Regions from separate parts of the Cricetulus griseus genome. Here region 1 is linked to region 2. Evidence: chromatin contacts called from public Hi-C data. All regions are on one chromosome and are shown on one strand. The core of a region is the stretch at or near the end of the contact, and the rest is flanking DNA. Distances in the headings are between cores, read along the strand shown. Region 1 overlaps Pdlim1 (PDZ and LIM domain protein 1). Region 2 holds the start of Pdlim1 (PDZ and LIM domain protein 1).

Region 1 (4,481 bases), core at 1,612-4,111, 37 kb after region 2:
CAGGCCTGGCTCATTGTAGAATCCTTATTTATTTACTTTTAATATCTCTCTCTATATATAAACAGGAATGTTTTCCCCCATTTCTTATGCATGATTTTATCCTAATTACTTTTTCAGATATTACTTTAATATTTTATAGCCTAATGTCCAAGACTTAGAATTTCTGAGTCTTGTGCTGTTTTTTTTTTTTTTTTTGAATTAGGTTGACTGTTTTGGCTAGGGTAATGGATATTGAAAATACTTCATAAAATGCCAGCATATAAAGATGTTATCATTATTTGGAAATAAATTATAAATTTGTCTGTCCCTCCCTCCTTCTGTGTCTTTGTCTGTCTGTCTGTCTGTCTGTCTCTCTCTCTCTCTCTCTCTCTCTCTCTCTCTCTCTCTCTCTCTCTCCCACTCTTTCTTCCTTCCTTGGAATGATTCCCAAGGTTGTTTGCTGGAAGAATATATGATGACCTTGTGGTTTAGTTCTGTTATTTTTAGTGTTCCCTTGGTGGCTTCCAGACATAACATACAACAAATAAGAGAAAAATTCTTCCCCCGAACATTCCATGACCTGATCTTGATTTTAAAATAGTTCTAAGAGTAATAGGGAAAAGATTAATAAAGAATAATGTAATATGCTTATTATAGGGCAGGTTCCAAGCTCAAAACTCAAAGAAATAAGTAGCTAACTTAAAACACAAATGGATGGACTTGAGCTGCCCTTGCTTAAAACCACTTTACTTTACTTAAACTACTCCACACTTTCCTACAAGGAGAGGGAGAGAGATAGACAAGAGTAGCTAGATGCCAGCAAAGGGTGGCTGCTTCTACCTAGTCATTGCAAGCCAAAGGTGGCAGGAGCAGCCAGTATCAACCTTGCCCAGCAGCAGCAGAGCTTATGTCACCCGAATGGGCCTTGTTTCTTTGTTGTCAGAGTATGGTTGAAGTCCAAGGGAAACACCTGCGGCTTTATCCCTGTGCTTGAGTCTTTCAGTTGGGGCCTGAGTATGGAAGTGTTCCAGGAGGCTGTCCTAGCTGCCCTACAGCTTGTCTTAGAGGAGAGAAAAAGGAGAGGCAGAAAAGGAGAGGGGAGCAGGGAGGGGTAGTAACTTAGAGGAAATTACCCATGGAAAACATACTTTTTCTTTTGAAAATGGAATGTGAACCAGTTGAACAATGGTGGGTGGGAAATGAGTGAACGAATGTAATTGCTGTAATTCCTTTGCTCCTGCCTGTGTCCTTTAGGGCTGTGGAGGCTGAGAGCTCATATCCCAGCAACTGCAGCTTGTGTATTTGTATGAGTAAATCTATCTGCGTGCATTGCGTGCATCAGTTACTGGTAATTCACCTGGCCCTTGTGCTTGTCTCCTTTTGGGCACAGTGTCCCTCAGGCCACTTCTACAAGTTATACAAGTGAGAGGGAAGAGTGCCTGTGGGCTCAGGAGGTGGGTCCCCCACAAGCCTACATAGTTTCCTTTCAGGGTGAGCTCACAGGATCAGGGAGAGCATAGCAAGGAGGAAGTGTCATCTGTGCTTACCTGATGCCCAGCTCCGAGCCTGGGCTATACACTGAGCTAGACTGAGGCATTTACAGAGAGCAAGGAAATCTGCTTGCTTACCTCCCAGGGGAAGTGAGAAATACAGAAACAAATGCGAGGGGAGTATGCAGTAGGAGAGTGAGTTAGAGGGCAGCAAGGGGTAGGGACAAGCAGAACTACCATAAGTCAATAAATCGCCTCCGAGGGGTGCACCCTGTGTGAAACAGGGTCCCTGGAAATACACGAGGGTAACAGGATAGGCAGGAGCAGTGAGAACAATGCCTGGCAGGAGGCTGGCAGCTTCAGTCACAGCTCTGCTGAGGAAAGGCCACGTCTTCAGGGCCTCGCTCCTTTATGTAAAGGAACATTTATTCCAAAGGAGTTGAACTTTCAAAACTGTAAGAATTTGGTTCTAAGTCAGGTGAGATTACATGGAGCTACATCGTGAAACTGTCTTGATTCATGGGTTGGAACTATGTCTCTGACTTCTGGCTGAAAATGAAACTGTTCCAAGGCTGAGCATGGCAGCAGAGGGACAGGTTACACATCTGATGGGTCTTGCTGATAGGCCACAGTGTGGCTTGGTCATTGGGGGAGCCGGAAATGTGAGGGCTCAGTAGAGTCTCCAACTGAAGGGTTACCTCCTTCCACCATCCTCCTGCTGCCAGGCAGCACAAGTCTTGGCCCAGTGAAAAACAGCCTCACAGTAGTGCCTGCCTTAGCTTGTCCTGGGGCCTGCGGAGTGACAGGAGGAAGGAGTGGGAGGCAAGGCCTGGCTTGCCTGGTCCCGGGGGTCTGAACCTTTACATAGCAAAGCATGTGAACTTTTCCTTCTGCTGCCTCCAGCTAGAGGCACAGAGGCCGAAGCTGCATTCTGAATGACGAAGGACGTCTGGAGGCATGACTAGCATTTTGACATGAGGAATGAAGAGATGAGGGTTCTGCTGGTTCAAGGAATGCATGTGCGCCCCCCCCCCCCCACCGCAAGGGGACCCAGCTGAACTTTAGTGGTCAGGTTGTGGTTGAAATTTTTCCTCTTCAAAATTTTCTCTTGACATAATGTTGATTATGTAATTTAAAAAGAAGGGAAGAATTCCCCATTCGTGGGAGTTAGCAAAAATGTAATTGAATTACAGAGACTATTTGGGAAAATAGCCTCTTACGGTATGAAAGTGGTAGCCAGTTTTGCCTACCAGGACCCCTTATAACATTGTCAAGAGGGCTGGAAGACATGGGAGAATCGATATCCATTCTTTCAGTCAGTGTGTGTTTGCTTGGAAGGGAGTGCCTGGTGAAGCTTTGAGCCTAACTTTTGACCCTTGCCCTAATGGATTTCCAAACATTCTTCTTAGCTCGGATCAGCCACATCCTTCAGGCAGCCTCATCATCGACAAGGAATCTGAAGTTTACAAGATGCTTCAGGAGAAGCAGGAGTTAAACGAGCCCCCCAAACAGTCCACCTCCTTCCTGCTTCTGCAGGAGATCCTGGAGTCAGATGGGAAAGGTAAGGGGCCCCATGGAGACTGTGTCACTGCTAGACATAGGTGAGCACAGCCCAGACTAGGTGGAGAGAGCACAGCTTGTTGTGGAAGGATGGGTCTCCCTGTGCAGCCTGGAGTTTGCCATCCTCGCCAGAGTCTTGGGTTATATGAGCACACACCACCACTTCTGCCTTGACATTGACTTTTTCTTTTTAATTGCAAAACATTTATTGAAAAGAGGAGCAGGGGAGAGGGAGAGAGGACTCAAATGCAGATCAGTTGTTGATTGCTGACGGTAGAACCCATGTAATCTGCATAGAGCTCTGGGTTCTATTTCTAGCACTTTGGGTAAAGGGTTACTACTGGGTTAGGAGTGGAATAGGAGTGTTGGTAGTAGGGGATGGGACAAGAGCGCCCCCCTCTGGATAATATTTTCTGGCTCAGTCTTTACTTGTTCCAGACCCCCTGAATGAGGATGTCAGTTTGGAGGTCTGGGCAGTTTATGGGGCCTCTGGCAGTGAATCAGTATTTATCTCTAGTATGTGACTGGATTTTGGGAGCCCTCTTCATGTTGAGGGATACTCTCCCAGCCTAGACACTCGAGGGAGGGTCTAGGCCCTGCTCCAAATGATATGACAGACTTTGAGGATCCCCTATGGAAGGCCTCAGCCTCCCTGAGGAGCAGAAAGGGGTTGGGATAGGGGTGGAAGGGCAGGGGAGGAGGGGTGGGAGAGGGAACTGGGATTGACATGCAAAAGAAGCTTGTTTCTAATTTAAAATTGGTCTAATCACAATTATAAAAATAAAAAAGGCCTATTTAATATTATTTTACAAGCATGGTTGCTTTGCCTGCATATAGTCTGTTCACTATCTACATGAAGCGCCTGCAGAGGCTAGAAGAAAGCTCTGGTTAAGAGCAGTTGTCAGTCACAGTTTAGGGCCGGAAACTGAACCCAGGTCCTCTGCAAGAACAACAATTGCTTTTAACTACTGAGCCATCTCTCTAGCCCTGGTTGTACAGTATTTTCAAATGTTTTATGCGTTTGTGTGTGTATGTGGGTGATTGCCGAGGCAAGAATGGCGTTGGAGCTCCTGGAATTAGAGTTACAGGGAGTCATTTTGAGTTGCCATATGGGTGCTGGGAACTGAACTTGGTCCTCTAAAAGAGTAGCTAGAGCTCTTAGGCACTGGGTCATATCTCCAGCCCCTATTTTATGTTGTTACAGATTTGTTGTCCAAAATGATGGTTTGATAATGGCATTTTCATTCAAGTATGTCACATACTTTGACCTTATTAACTTCTCCTACCCTTACATACATTAGTTAGTCATATGTACCATATTTTCTTTACCCAGCCATCTGTTAATGGACATTTAGGTTGACTCTATAAGTTGGTTATTGATTGTGCAGACTGTTACATGTTTACATGGATGACGAGGTGTCTGCTATGCTGACCTAGGTTCCTTAGGGTATA
Region 2 (4,396 bases), core at 1,272-3,771:
GACACACATTCCTATCATTTTGTACAATGCCATGATGCAAAGTGGCATTCTAGGCACTGACAATTATAAAATCAAAATATTGATCAATTCTAGAAAATGATGAAGTTACCCTATGTCCTATCATATTAAGAATTCAGCCAGGATTTAATTCTTTATGTAAAAATAAACAAGAACATTACCCCATAGGTAGCAGGTAAAATTTTTTGTCATAAACAACTAGTAAAATTATGTGTATACCAAAGAATAGCTTTAAAAGGTTTTGTGTATGTTCCTGTGTGTGGATACATATGTGTGGGTACAGTATGTATTCACATGTATGAACGTACAAGTAGGGGTCAGAGTACAACCTTGGTGTCATTCATCATCTTCCTGTGGTGAGATATTATTTATGATTTATTAGAGCTTGCCTGAGGATTCAGAAAGCAAAGTCAGCTATAAGCCATAGGAGCCAGGCACACATCTTTAATCCCAGCAGCCAAAAGCTAGGAGGTGGTGGTACATACCTTTAATCCTAGGACTCAGGAGTAAGAAGAGGTAGACCGATCTCTCTGAGCTCAAGGACACCCAGGGATACATGAGATTGAACCAGTTGAAAAGAGTAACAGATCACTTGCCTTTAATTCCAGCACTAGAGGGCTATAAAAGATAGAGGCAGGGTCTTCAGTATTCGGTAGGGGGCATTCATTCTCCAGCCATGCTGAGAGGCAGCAGGATCAGCCCACTCAGCCTGAAGTTAGTGGTAAGAGCTAGTGACCCTCTGCTTTGCTTTTCTGTTCTTCAGCTTGAAGTTTGAACCCCAGTAGCAAGCAGTCTCTGGGTCATTTATTATTATTCATGTTACACCTTCCACCTTTTGTCTGAGCAGGGGTTTTCATTGGCCTAGAACTTCACCAAGCAGACCCGGGGCTCCAGGATCCCATCTCCCCCATCCATCCTGCAGTGGCTGGGATTTCAGACTGTCGTCACTGAGCTCAGCCTTTCACATGAATTCTGGGGATCAAACTCAGGTTCTCACACACTGAAGTCCAACACTACTGACAGAGTCATTGCCCTAATATAAAATAAACAGACTTTTTCAGTAATTGTTTGGCGTGTATACCTATTATACATACCTATATACTTGAGGTAAATTTGTTCTGGGTGAAAAGGAGTTGAAAATGGAAAAAGTTTGAGGAGATCTGATCTAGAAAACCGGGATGAAGTTGATTACTAAGAATGAACTAATCATTCCCGGACACAGGCCTTCGTGCTGGGAGAGAGGCCAGATGATCCTTTCATGTGTAAATCTGTATACAGAGCGCCACAGAAGGTTGGCCAGAATGGCAAGGACACAGGAGCTGTTCATTTTACAGATTCATTCAACCTGGGTCCAGCTTCCAGAATGAATGGGACCGAGAAGAACTGTGGTGTCCAGAGGGAGTCAGTGGTCTTGGAGTTGGCTAATCTATCAAGTGGTGGTTCTAGCCTGAGAACACAGCGACTAGCAGCTTGCCAGAAAAAAAAAAACAAAACAAAAAACAAAAACATTTCCAGTCTTGAAACTAGTGCTTAGGAATGTGGGTGGGACAAACAGATAAGTAAACTGTAGACTGGATAGTGACAGGAAGAAGGTTAAGGCAGGGGAAGACAGGCGTTTTAGAGAGGATGTTTAAATGGCTCTCAGAAACGATCTTAGTAAGAAGATGGTATCTGTACGAAAAAAAGCCTTGGCATGTCTGAAGGAAAAGGGTATTCTCGATGAAGGCCTGGTGGTGGCAAGGCTCTGAGTAGGAGGCCTGTGTGGCTAAGGTTGGAACGTGCTTCTGGGGTAGTTCACAGCAGAAAGGGTTAGGAAGCGTTCCAGGCATTGGTCCATCCAGCACATCAGGACTGAGCTGTTGGGAAGATCAGAACCTGCCTCCGTTTCCAACTCTAGCCGGGAGGAAAGGTTTCTAGGAAAGTCCTGGAGCCTAATTATAACCCCCTTCCCCGTTATAGACTTATTAGCATTTGGAAGACTTCCAGGGTAGCACAAGGAGCCTGGGAAGTGATTCTGTAGCAGCCCCTAATTGCTGTGTAGCCTTAGGGGTGTCTTTTATCGTCCGGTAGCCTCAATTACTTCATCTGTAAAATGAGACTAGAGAGCCTTCTCATAGCGTCACGAGAGATCGTTGAAGGTACCTCTTACACTTCCCTATAATGTCCAAAAAGCAAAAGTGAAAACGGCTGTGACTTCACTCAGCCCTTTTCGGCTTTTTGCAAAGCACACTGCGTGGGTTTGTAGGACCCACCGTGAGTAGGGACACGGTTCAGGTCTCACCCAGCCCGCACACCCGGCTGGGAGCCGCAGAGCGGCTGTGGGTAGCGCGGAGGCGACGCGGGAGGAGGTGCGGGGGTGCTGGGCGGAGCCGCAGAGCCCGACCGGGCGACCTGAGTCTGGCGAGGTACTGTGAACGCGTTGGGAGTGGAGGCTGAGACCGGGCGGGGCTGCAGCGACACGGTTGAGGGCGGATCTGTCCCCGCCCTCGCTCGCGTCCCCGCCCGCTCCAGGAGCTCCCAACCCGCGCGGCGCGCTCTTTCTCCGACAGCTGCTCTGGGAGCTCTGCGCGCCCTGCTGTTCCGTGCCTGGCCCGTCTGTCCCCTCTGATTGTGCCTAGCGATGACCACCCAGCAAATTGTCCTTCAGGGCCCGGGACCCTGGGGTTTCCGCCTCGTAGGCGGCAAGGACTTCGAGCAACCTCTCGCCATTTCCCGGGTAAGAGTGTCCTGGGACGCGCGTGGGAACCGGGCGCTTCGGTAGGGTGGCGGCGCTGCGCCCGGAGGGGAGTCGGGGAGGTTGGAGCCCGCGGCGACCGCGGCGGGGCACATCAAGGTGCGCTGTGCTCTGAGCGCTCTGTGCCATCCGCTGTCCCTTCCCCGCCACTTCGCTCCGGGGCAAGCGGGCTCCTTGCTTGCCGCGCCAAGGCCAAAGACAGTTTTCTTTCTGCGCCCCGGAAGCGTGGCATGGCACGCAGACGCTCTTTGTGCCCGGGCGTGTAGACTTGGAGCTCCGCAGACCCCGCGCGCTGGGAGTTAGCACGCCCTGTTCTTCACAGTGGAAGAGCTGGGGAGCGCTGATTGGAAGCAGCAGAAAGTCCTGGAAGGTGAATGGGAGTACAGAGGAGTTCCCTGGAAGGCGAGTGGGATTCTTTTAGCTAAGAACTGAAACAACTACTTTACACTCTGAAGGTCTGACCCCATAGCTGCTGGCTCTCAGCTCTGTAAAGCCTTTCACAGGAAACAGCGGAGTTGGGAAGTAACCCCAGATAAACCTTCAGTAGACTCGCTCTGCCTCAGGTGCTTAGATCACCTTTCTGTCCTCCAGGTTATCTGTGATAAGTTCATTTCCTCCTGGAAGAGTAGTTCCAACCCTGTGTGTGGTGGCGATGACTGAAAACCTCTTAGCTGGGCCTCATCTCCGGGAGGGCTGGTGGCCCATCACAGACTGCTAGACTTGTGATCCATAAATGAAATGTAACCCCCTGTGAGACTAGGGCTCAGCATTTGAAGGTCCACACTTTGGGTATGTGATCTGGGCCAAACAAGGTCTATTTCCCAGTGATAGTCAACGTTTTTTGCTCCTTCAGATAGAATGGGTGTGTGTGTGTGTGTGTGTGTGTGTGTGTGTGTGTGTGTGTGTGTGTGTCTTACTAAATATCTTCTGATTAAGGAGAGAGGGGGAAACTTCAGCAATGCTTGGTCTAGAGGGACCACATTCTATTCTTTGGTACGTTTGCTTGCTGAAGCTGACCTTAAACTTGGTTCCCCAGTTTTGGAAATACCCCTCTTTTCTTAGAGGGATTCTGGGATGGAAGTAGAAGCTAAAGATCCTAATGGGTCCTCTTGACGTAAGGCCATGCTTCCAGCCCCTGAAGGAGATGGATGGGAGTTGCAGAAGCACTCCTGGCTCCCCTTGGCCTTTCTGCCAGCCGCAGGGCCTGCAGCTCAGGCTTTCTTACAGGTGGGCCTGGCTCAGCAACCAGCTCTTTGACTATCCTACTCCAAATGAGCAGGCAGCCTGGTTTTCCCCTTGACCATGTCATCGTCCAGAGATTTCTTTGTTATTGGAGATATGAGATGCTTTCCCACCCTCCAGTCAAACTTCTCAAGTACGGGAACTGTGTCTTAGCCAACCTGACCTGTTAGACTAAGCCTGGCCCAGGACTGCACCTGACTGTTCCTAGTGTGTCCTTGCAGACAGAATGCAAATGCTTCCCTATGGAGGGCACTGCCTCTGCACATTTAGAGTTGGTTACCTCATAGGCCAGTTGTTCCCGCTCTTTGTGTCTATAATTAACCTGTCAGTCCTCTCCATTTCCAAGAAACCTTCTTTTTAAGCAGGGGAGGATACAGTGGCAGTCTGTTGGAAGGGTAGTCT

What was found. A called contact is a pair of places that touch in the nucleus more often than the background predicts.
Region 1: a Hi-C map of fibroblasts shows a contact between it and region 2, with 1.9 times the contacts expected there. The contact joins the enhancer-like site here to the promoter of Pdlim1 in region 2. A contact is called at or near these places in 2 of 8 Hi-C or Micro-C datasets (the CHO-K1 cell line and fibroblasts).

Annotation. Positions count from the first base shown.
Region 1 is chr3:21,351,815-21,356,295 of CriGri-PICRH-1.0, forward strand. It overlaps Pdlim1 (PDZ and LIM domain protein 1), which reads left to right. Exons shown (of 7, transcript XM_027407402.2): 5 at 2,879-3,030. Among named protein-coding and RNA genes, the nearest start is that of Pdlim1, 36 kb to the left of the region's middle. Within about 2 kb of position 2,862, at least 1 of the 6 cell types and tissues checked has open chromatin away from gene starts, as enhancers often do. A contact at or near this core is called in fibroblasts, where this site is marked.
Region 2 is chr3:21,315,349-21,319,744 of CriGri-PICRH-1.0, forward strand. Pdlim1 (PDZ and LIM domain protein 1) reads left to right here and starts at 2,522. Exons shown (of 7, transcript XM_027407402.2): 1 at 2,522-2,734. The coding sequence starts at 2,639.